Linked DNA regions of Gossypium hirsutum: region 1 is linked to region 2. A link is a contact called in public Hi-C data. All regions are on one chromosome and are shown on one strand. The core of a region is the stretch at or near the end of the contact, and the rest is flanking DNA. Distances in the headings are between cores, read along the strand shown.

Region 1 (4,233 bases), core at 718-3,217, 150 kb before region 2:
TTTACATAAATACAAATTGAGCATAATTACTACACAACGACTGCAGTGTTCATGCACCGACAATGTATACAGGAATATGTAATTGAGCAAACAGCATCAGGCTATTAGCTCTTCCAGATACAAGAACATGTTTCTCAAATAAAGCATAATGTTGGATGAACTAAGTTGAAAAGCAATATAACATGCATCTATATTAGTCCTACATCTCCCATACCAAAGGCGTGTGTTTTGTGGCAGAAAGGAAGATAAATGGAAAACAAGTACCATTGAACAAAACAATATAAATATATTAGATCTCTTACCTCAGGGCTTGAAAGAACCTCAAAATCATGCTCATTCAGTCTTGGAAGCAACAATATGAAATATATCATCCAAAACCTTTCATCTCCCAAGTTATTCTGAAGGCCAACTCTAAGAGCTTCAAAACTCGGGACGAGGTGTTCAATATTTTCAGCATGTTCTATCTGATCCTCAGACATTTTGAAATCTGCAGTAATAAGCCAATACCTTGTTACCCATAAATTTCCATTAGCTTTGTGGAAGAACTGGAAAAGAGAAGAAGCTAAAGGGTAAGTTCTCCCCAAATACCCTTCTATAATATGCTCCTATGACGCTAAGACTATGGTCCAAAGTAGTGGAGCCTTAATCTCCTCACAGCGCACAAATCAGAACTTCCCACTTGAATGCCAGCCATAAGCAAGCTAATTCAACCAAACAACACTAAAACGTCCCCTTGATAATATTGCATTCAATGCATAAGTCACGCTGGCCTTATGCACATTTTACTATAATGGCGAATTAAGCAACACCAGAAACAGTGCATAGTAAATCCCTTCTAATAATGAAAATAACTAATCTAATGTTCCACAATTGTAGAAAAGGTCAAGTACTGCAAATAATGGAGGAAGCTGCCTCAAATAACAAAACAAATAAGCCTAGTCTATTCTGCATTTGACCTTCCTTGCTACTACAACAGATTATAGATGTGATTAACTTAATACTTTGGAGAACTAATTAAAATCCCTAGCTTAAAACCTAACTAGGTGTTAACAATAATTAAGTAAAACAAATGCAATATACAGAAAATTTAGTTTTGAAGAGATTAAAAGGTTTTAAAAGAAAGTACCGTTATGTAAAGAGAGAGGAAAATCATTCCAGAGCTCTGGTCGGTTGGAAATTTCTTTAACAAATTTAATCACCTCATCGGTAATTCCCGGCACTCCGTCATCGTAATCTTCATCGTCATCATCCTCATCATGACCACCATGATCATCTTGATCCGGGAACTGTAATAAACTCGAAGCGAATCTAGAGATCTCCGTCACCGCTCTGTTACTTGATAATAACGAAAGCCCGCTCTTGAAGCTGCCACCGATCTCCGCCAAATCGTTGCGGATCCCCAGGAGCTTATCTGACTGCGGCTCTTGTACTTGTTCCTGTTCTAGCCCTCGCTCGGAGGCATTGATGGAAGGCGGCGAAGGAGGCGGTGCTAAGAACGCAGCGACTCCACGTAGTTGGCGGCCTATAGTCTCCCCGATGAGAGAAAGATCGTCCTTGACGCCGCCGTTTAGGTTGGTGGGACTGTGATCTGGTGAAGGCGTGGGCGAACGAGGAACTTCGGATTGGAGAGACTTCAACAGCCAAGACATTATGGAAGATTAGTATTATAATTATTACTTTTTTACAGTTAGCTGAAATTTGAGAGAGAAAAAGAGCATAAAGTTCAGCTTTGCTCCCTCTTTCTAGAAATTTATTTTTTCTTTTGTTTATAATAAATAAAATTAATTTAAAAAAGAAAAAGAGTTGAAGTTGAAGAAGTGAGGGCAGTGGCGGTGGCGGTGGCTGTGGCGGTGTTTTAGCGTTAGTTGGCGGAGAGGAGAGGCTTTAATTTATCTATCCATTGCTTTGTTTGTTAGTTTTTTGCCTTTTTCTGGACACTCGTCTATTTAATTTTCCCTTCATCGCTTTCCCTATTTTCTTTTTTATATTTATTGGATTTAACATAACATTACCATATCTCCACACGTCACTGTTTCTTGCCGTTTTTGCTCTTCTCCCATCAAGTTAATCAAAATCGTATTGGTATACATGTACTTTCTTTTACTAAAATAGGTATTTTCCATTTTAATGCATGTCTTTTCATTTTCAAATATATAATTCGTCAATAAACTTTTATCACAATAGTAAAAATATTATGTTGTAGGTATAAATGCTTGAGTAAAACTTATTTAAAAGACTTTAAAGAAGTTTGAATAGAGCTGCTAGGAGGTTTTCATGTGCTTGGTAAGATACATTTAGAGTTCTTGATAATAATAAAGCCGTGGCCTTCGCTGGTGGAGAGGAGAGAGTTTGAGGCTTATTGTGGGTTTTATTGAACAAATGCCCTATCACTTAGGTCCTATTGATAGGGTGGTGGTTGATCAGATTAAAGGAATGTTCAAATTAAATTAATGTGACCCCATTAAGATCAGAGTTTTGTTTTTTAGTGTTGCCATCGAAAAGTGATGGAGGGACTAGTGTTGGTCTTCCTAATAGATTTTTTAAGATTCGATAGGTCCTTTCTCATTGAAACATTTCATTTTGGCAAAGTGGGAATGCAAATGAAGGTCACTTAGTAAGGTTTTCGAGTTTTAATTTCCAATAGGGAGAACTAAATAGAAATCTTCTTCTAATTAAGAGAACTAAAGAGATTGCTATTGGTTGTTTGCTCTTCAACTTATGACAAATTTACCTAGTGCAAATGTTTTCACGTGGTAAAAAAAAGTGAGGGAACCTCAATAGGGAGAACTAATGGAGTTGAGCAAGATCAAAGAGATCATTTTCCTTTTCTGTCCTTAGCTTTTCATCCTTTATTAGACTTTTCTATTTCTCACTAGGATAGTTTTTTCACTTTATTTGCAATGCCATCAGCCATAATGATGTGAAGGAACATATTAGCTCGCTATTCTTGAGGATGATCTCTATATGAATCCCATCTTCTCTCCTAAATGGAACATTCAAATTTACTTAGTGTCCATAAACTTAGTGTCCATGAAGTGTTTCTTAAGAGATTCGTTGTCGTTCATCAATAATTCAATACTTCAAACCTTTTAGGCTTTTATCCAATGGTCTTCATGCCATTGTCTTCCCAATGACTAGTGGATTGCTTTATGAAACTTCTCTAATGTCATTTTTCAAATGACCATTTCAATAGCATTTTGAGATGAAAGCAATTTTCATGCCTTGCTCTTTATCTTTGTGAAATAGGCTCTTCGCCTTAGTCTCCCCCTTTTCCATGGATTTGGTAGCATAGGATCCCTTCCTTTTTAATTTTTCGTAAGATTTTTTTAGTGATGTATTGAGTGGGGTGTAGCTAAAGATGGAATCAAAGATCTCCTTTCAAGTTTTCGGGTCAGTGTCCTTAGTAGAGGGATCTACAATATTGTCGACCCCTCAGATCCAAACCATTTTGGGCATAAAATTTTGATCGTAGTGTAAGATGGTCCTTGTTTGTAACACCTCTAACCCGTATCTATTGCTGGAATAAGGTTATGGAATATTACCAAAATTTACAAATTAAATGACAAACATTTCATATCATCTAGCATTCATACCAGAAACCAATCAAAACTAATCATATTGTCCCTTATACGAGCCCTCGAGGCTCAAAATACACATTGGAAATAAGTCGGCACTAAATCGGGGATTCAAAGAATTTTTCAAAAAATATTAAAATTTTTTAAAGATACAGGAGGCATATGTTCATGTGGTCAGGCCGTGTGACTCACACGGTCAAGAGACACACCCATGTCTCAGGCCGTGTGGAAATTTGAAATAGGGGCACATAGCTATGTCCTAGCTCGTGTCCATACCCGTGTAACTCTCTGACTTGGGTCACACAGCCAAGCCACACGCCCGTGTGCTAGGCCGTGTGAGCAGACTGACTTGCAATTTAAATAAGATGCAGGGGACACAGCCGTGTCACTGACACACGGCTAAGAGACATGCTCGTGTCTCTACTTGTGTAGACAAAAATAGGTCATTTTCTAAGCCACATTTTTCACCCAAATTGACATCAACCTAACTCAACATTTTTACACAACAATAAGTCATAACAAGGCATTCAAATCAAGCTAAAATCAAATCTCAAACATAAAATATCGTCACATATATTCAAGTATCTAAACTTACCTAATTGACCAAATACACATATATGCATATTTTTACCAATCATACCTAATTAAACCAAGTCTC
Region 2 (3,977 bases), core at 923-3,422:
CCTCAATTAGCTATTACTATTATTCTTTAATGTTTTTATTTGTATCGTGTATTTGTTTTTTTATATATTTTTATTATATTTTAATAGTGCTTGAAATATTTTTATATTTAATTTTAAGTTTTTAGGTTGATTTTTTTTTTGCTATATATGAAATAAAAACTAAATTTATAAAAAGAAATGGATTTGGACAAAATTCATAAAAAAAAATGGATTTAGTCCAAATTATTTAGCAAAATATACAAAAATCTTTTTTTGTGTGTAAGCAGGGGCGAAATCAAAAAAAAAAATTTAAGGGGGTCGAAATTGAATTGTATATTTTTATAATAGTAAAAATATAATTTCACGATTTTAATATTTATATTTTTATAATTTTTAAAAAATTAAATTAATTTTTTATCATTTTAAGAGGTTCAAAATATAATTTTAACTTATTTAAATTTCTATAAATTTTAAAGGCTCATAAATCAATTTTTTTTCTATTTTAGTTACTGTGTGCAAGCTTTAGGGCTATATATAAAAGATGCTTTGCATGTTCCTCACGGTGTTCTTAAATCATACGTTTAACATGGTACTATTATAAATAATATATTAATTATCATTATTGTAAATAAATAAAATAAATTACTATTATTACAAAAATACAAATTTTTTTTGTTTGAGTTAAAAGATAAAAAAAATCATCAAAATTATAAAAGAAAAGGGTAAAATGATTACAAAATAAGGATTACCCAAGGTTTTCAAGACCAGATCAATAGTTGAATTCGTTTGTCGATCTAATTGATCAATTCAATTCGATTAATTATTAAAAATTTATAAAAATAAAAATATTAAAAATTTGGTTCAATTGATTTTTTTCCCAATTCAACCAATCTGTACCAATTCTCAAGTCAACTAGTTCAATGCCATTCTTTGAGCAGATATCTCAACTATTTCCTAATCCAATTGATCTGATCGACTAGTTTAATTTGTTTCAAACAACCTTGAGATTATTTTCAAAAGAATATCATTACTGAGAATGTAAAATTATGAGGTCAAAATCGATTAAGATTTAGCTTAAATGGTATTTGTAAGAGGACATGGATTCAAGGGCAGTTAAGCACATTATCCTCCTATTTATGGGTTAGGGAAGGATTATGAGTAATTTTAAGCATTGTTTAAAAAAGAATAGATATAATCAAAAACTATAATGATATATGATTTTGAAATTAAATATAATAGTAATAGGAGAAATTTTCATAAAAACTTTAAGAATGTTAGATAAATAAAAGGCAATAAATGTTGGGATATTAATAAATATACTCCATAAGAGTATATTTTCTTTCATTTAAGTACAAAATTAGTATAATAAATGAAGCAGTTCATTTATTGCTAAATATTGAGGTATGGCATCATCTAATGAAAGAATATTCCCAGCTCACAATTTCCCTTCACATAATTAGGACTTCCGCACTGTTTGGTATTTACAATTATTAGTATATCTATCACACAATCAATTTTCTTTTTTTTTATTGAAAGAATTTAAATATTTTCAAACAAAGCCGTTGATCACTAAAAGGTCAAAGTTGTCCAACTATTTTTTTATATTATTTTCTTCCTTATTATTATATTTTGGTGTCTTGATGAACAAATAGGTTCAATTGCACAATTAGTTATTAAATTATGGGTAAATTTTCATTTTGGTCACTTAACTAAATTATTCTAAGATTTTTATTTAAGTCACTAGATTGTTAAAATCAATGTTATATGGCTTTGTTTGTTTGTATTGTCTGCATCAATTGAAAGCTTTTTTTCCTTTCATTTTTTTATAATTTAGTTTTTGTCATGAAACAATTTTTAGATGTCACAAATCTGCGAATTAAATTTCAAACAGTTTTTTTTCGATCTCCAAAACTGATAATTAGATTGATTTGGATTTAAAGTAAGTTCTATTACTCATCGATGGGCATGATCCATTGTATCAACCATCGAATTGTCACTCAAAACTCACTAGCAAAACTTTTAAAAAAATTAATAACCTAATGACTTAAAAAAATCTTTCGAATAGTTCAGTAACTTAAATAAAATTTTTTAAATAATTCGATGATTAAAACAAAACTTACTCAAACTTTAACAACAAGTGATGTAATTGAACCAAAATAAATTGGGAGTAAAAAAGTACATGGATACAGCCATCGGTTACGTCAAAACTCAAAACAGCACACCATATTCCTTTGTTTCAAACAAAAGGGCCGGTCAGGTCTTTTCCTTGTTATTTCGCACGCTAAGCTGAAGCAACTCCCAACTCCAACAACAGCAATGATCTTCGTTTTCTTTCTCTTCTTCCTTAACTAGCCGCCCTTATCTGTCACTTTTCAGGTTTGGTCTTTCCTGTCTACTTCTTTCTTTTTCGATTCCTTCTTTTCTTTTCTTTTTTTCTTTTGTTGAGGTTTTTTTAGATGTTTTTGCTGTTGGGTTCTTTTCTTTTCATGATTTGGTGAATTGAGTCGTTTCACTTCATTTTATTGGTTATGGTTTTCTGGGGTTTTCAATTTCTCTCCTAGTACTTTTCAACTTTGATTCTTTTTTTCTTTTGTTCTTTTTCATATATATATATGTACTTCGTCAACTGGAAGTGACTTCGAATTTGATCACGAAGTTTGAAGCTTTGATTGAATTTTGCAGGGTTTGCTATTATGTTGGAGTTAACTGTTTAAAACACTTTTGGGAGGCTTTACATGAAAGGGTCAGCTTTGATATCTTATCAGGGTTTCAGGGATCATTGTTGATTCAGTCAACTCAACCGTGAAGACTTAGGTCAAAATTTGCAGTGGCCTTTTAAGAAAGAGAATTGAACGATTAGAAAAATCTCTTGAAGTCGTCTCCTTTGTTAATTTGGAGATGAAAAGTGAATTTCTTACCCAGTTTGAGTTTTTTTCTTTTTTTTGATTGTTGATATTAGATTTTGTTTATTGGGGTTTTACCTTGGTTACTGTGCATCATTAATACGCTGTATTGAGTATGGGCAACATTGAATGAAGTAATTAAGGTTCCAGGAGTTGATTTTGCTATGTTTCTCTCCTTTGATATTACTTGGATGCAACGCAGAATAAGTGATGCTTCATTTGTAGCTTAGATTTTTATGGTGTTTGAGAGCTAACTCATTGAGAATGGCTGCCTCTATGTTTGGTCTACTCTTGTTTATGCAATTATCAACATTCTTTGCCTCTGGGATCAAAGTAAAGTCGAAGATTTGTGGTGCGGATCACATAGCGTACTCGAATTTGTATGGTACTGAATTGTTTTATTTGAACGGCAATCAAGTAGATAAAGTTTTGTTCTGCAAGGTCCTACAGTTGCACTATGCAGATCATTGTGAGTTGGAAGGCTATAGTGGAGCCAATTGTGGTTTGGACGTTTCATTAGGTAACACGCATTGTTTCAGGTTTCTGATTTTGTACTTATGAAGTTTATTACATAATAGATATAAATTTCTTAGAATCTTTATCAGTGAATTTTGGTTTTGCCAGTTGATTTATCAGTAGGAGGAGGCCGAAAATTATTGCAAGAGCCGAAAAAAGAAGATGAGGGACCTGATGATGACCTGAAGGGGAAGAATAATGGAAAATATCCGGCCTCAACAAAAGTAGGGTTAGGAGCAGCAGCTGGAGTGTTGTTAACCTGTGTTTTTATTTGCCCCTGTCTTTACAGGAAAAAGAGAGCAACTGACCACACTGTTCTTTCAAAGGATGCAAATTCGAGTGAGTCTTTACTTTTATTACAATTTATAAACAACATAGCAGTGTTGTGAATGATGGTTCTGTTTCTGCAGTTGATTCAGCTGCCCCTTTAGAAATGAGTATTCATTCTCTTCCCGAGAAGGTTCCGGCCAGCCCACTTAGGATACCACCTAGTCCTTCAAGATTCTCAATGTCTCCACAACTCAATAGAATCAGGTCAGTGCATCTCAATATGACCCAGGTGGCCAGAGCTACCCGTAA

Evidence for each region. A called contact is a pair of places that touch in the nucleus more often than the background predicts.
Region 1: a Hi-C map of leaf shows a contact between it and region 2, with 1.7 times the contacts expected there. The contact joins the promoter of LOC107962585 here to the promoter of LOC107962582 in region 2. A contact is called at or near these places in 2 of 34 Hi-C or Micro-C datasets (hypocotyl and leaf).

The regions. Positions count from the first base shown.
Region 1 is chrA06:9,760,281-9,764,513 of Gossypium_hirsutum_v2.1, reverse strand. LOC107962585 reads right to left here and starts at 1,967. Exons shown (of 3, transcript XM_016899033.2): 1 at 1,127-1,967; 2 at 303-487. The coding sequence starts at 1,649.
Region 2 is chrA06:9,609,960-9,613,936 of Gossypium_hirsutum_v2.1, reverse strand. LOC107962582 (calmodulin-binding receptor-like cytoplasmic kinase 3) reads left to right here and starts at 2,172. Exons shown (of 8, transcript XM_016899028.2): 1 at 2,172-2,355; 2 at 2,662-3,402; 3 at 3,507-3,737; 4 at 3,809-3,977. The coding sequence starts at 3,147.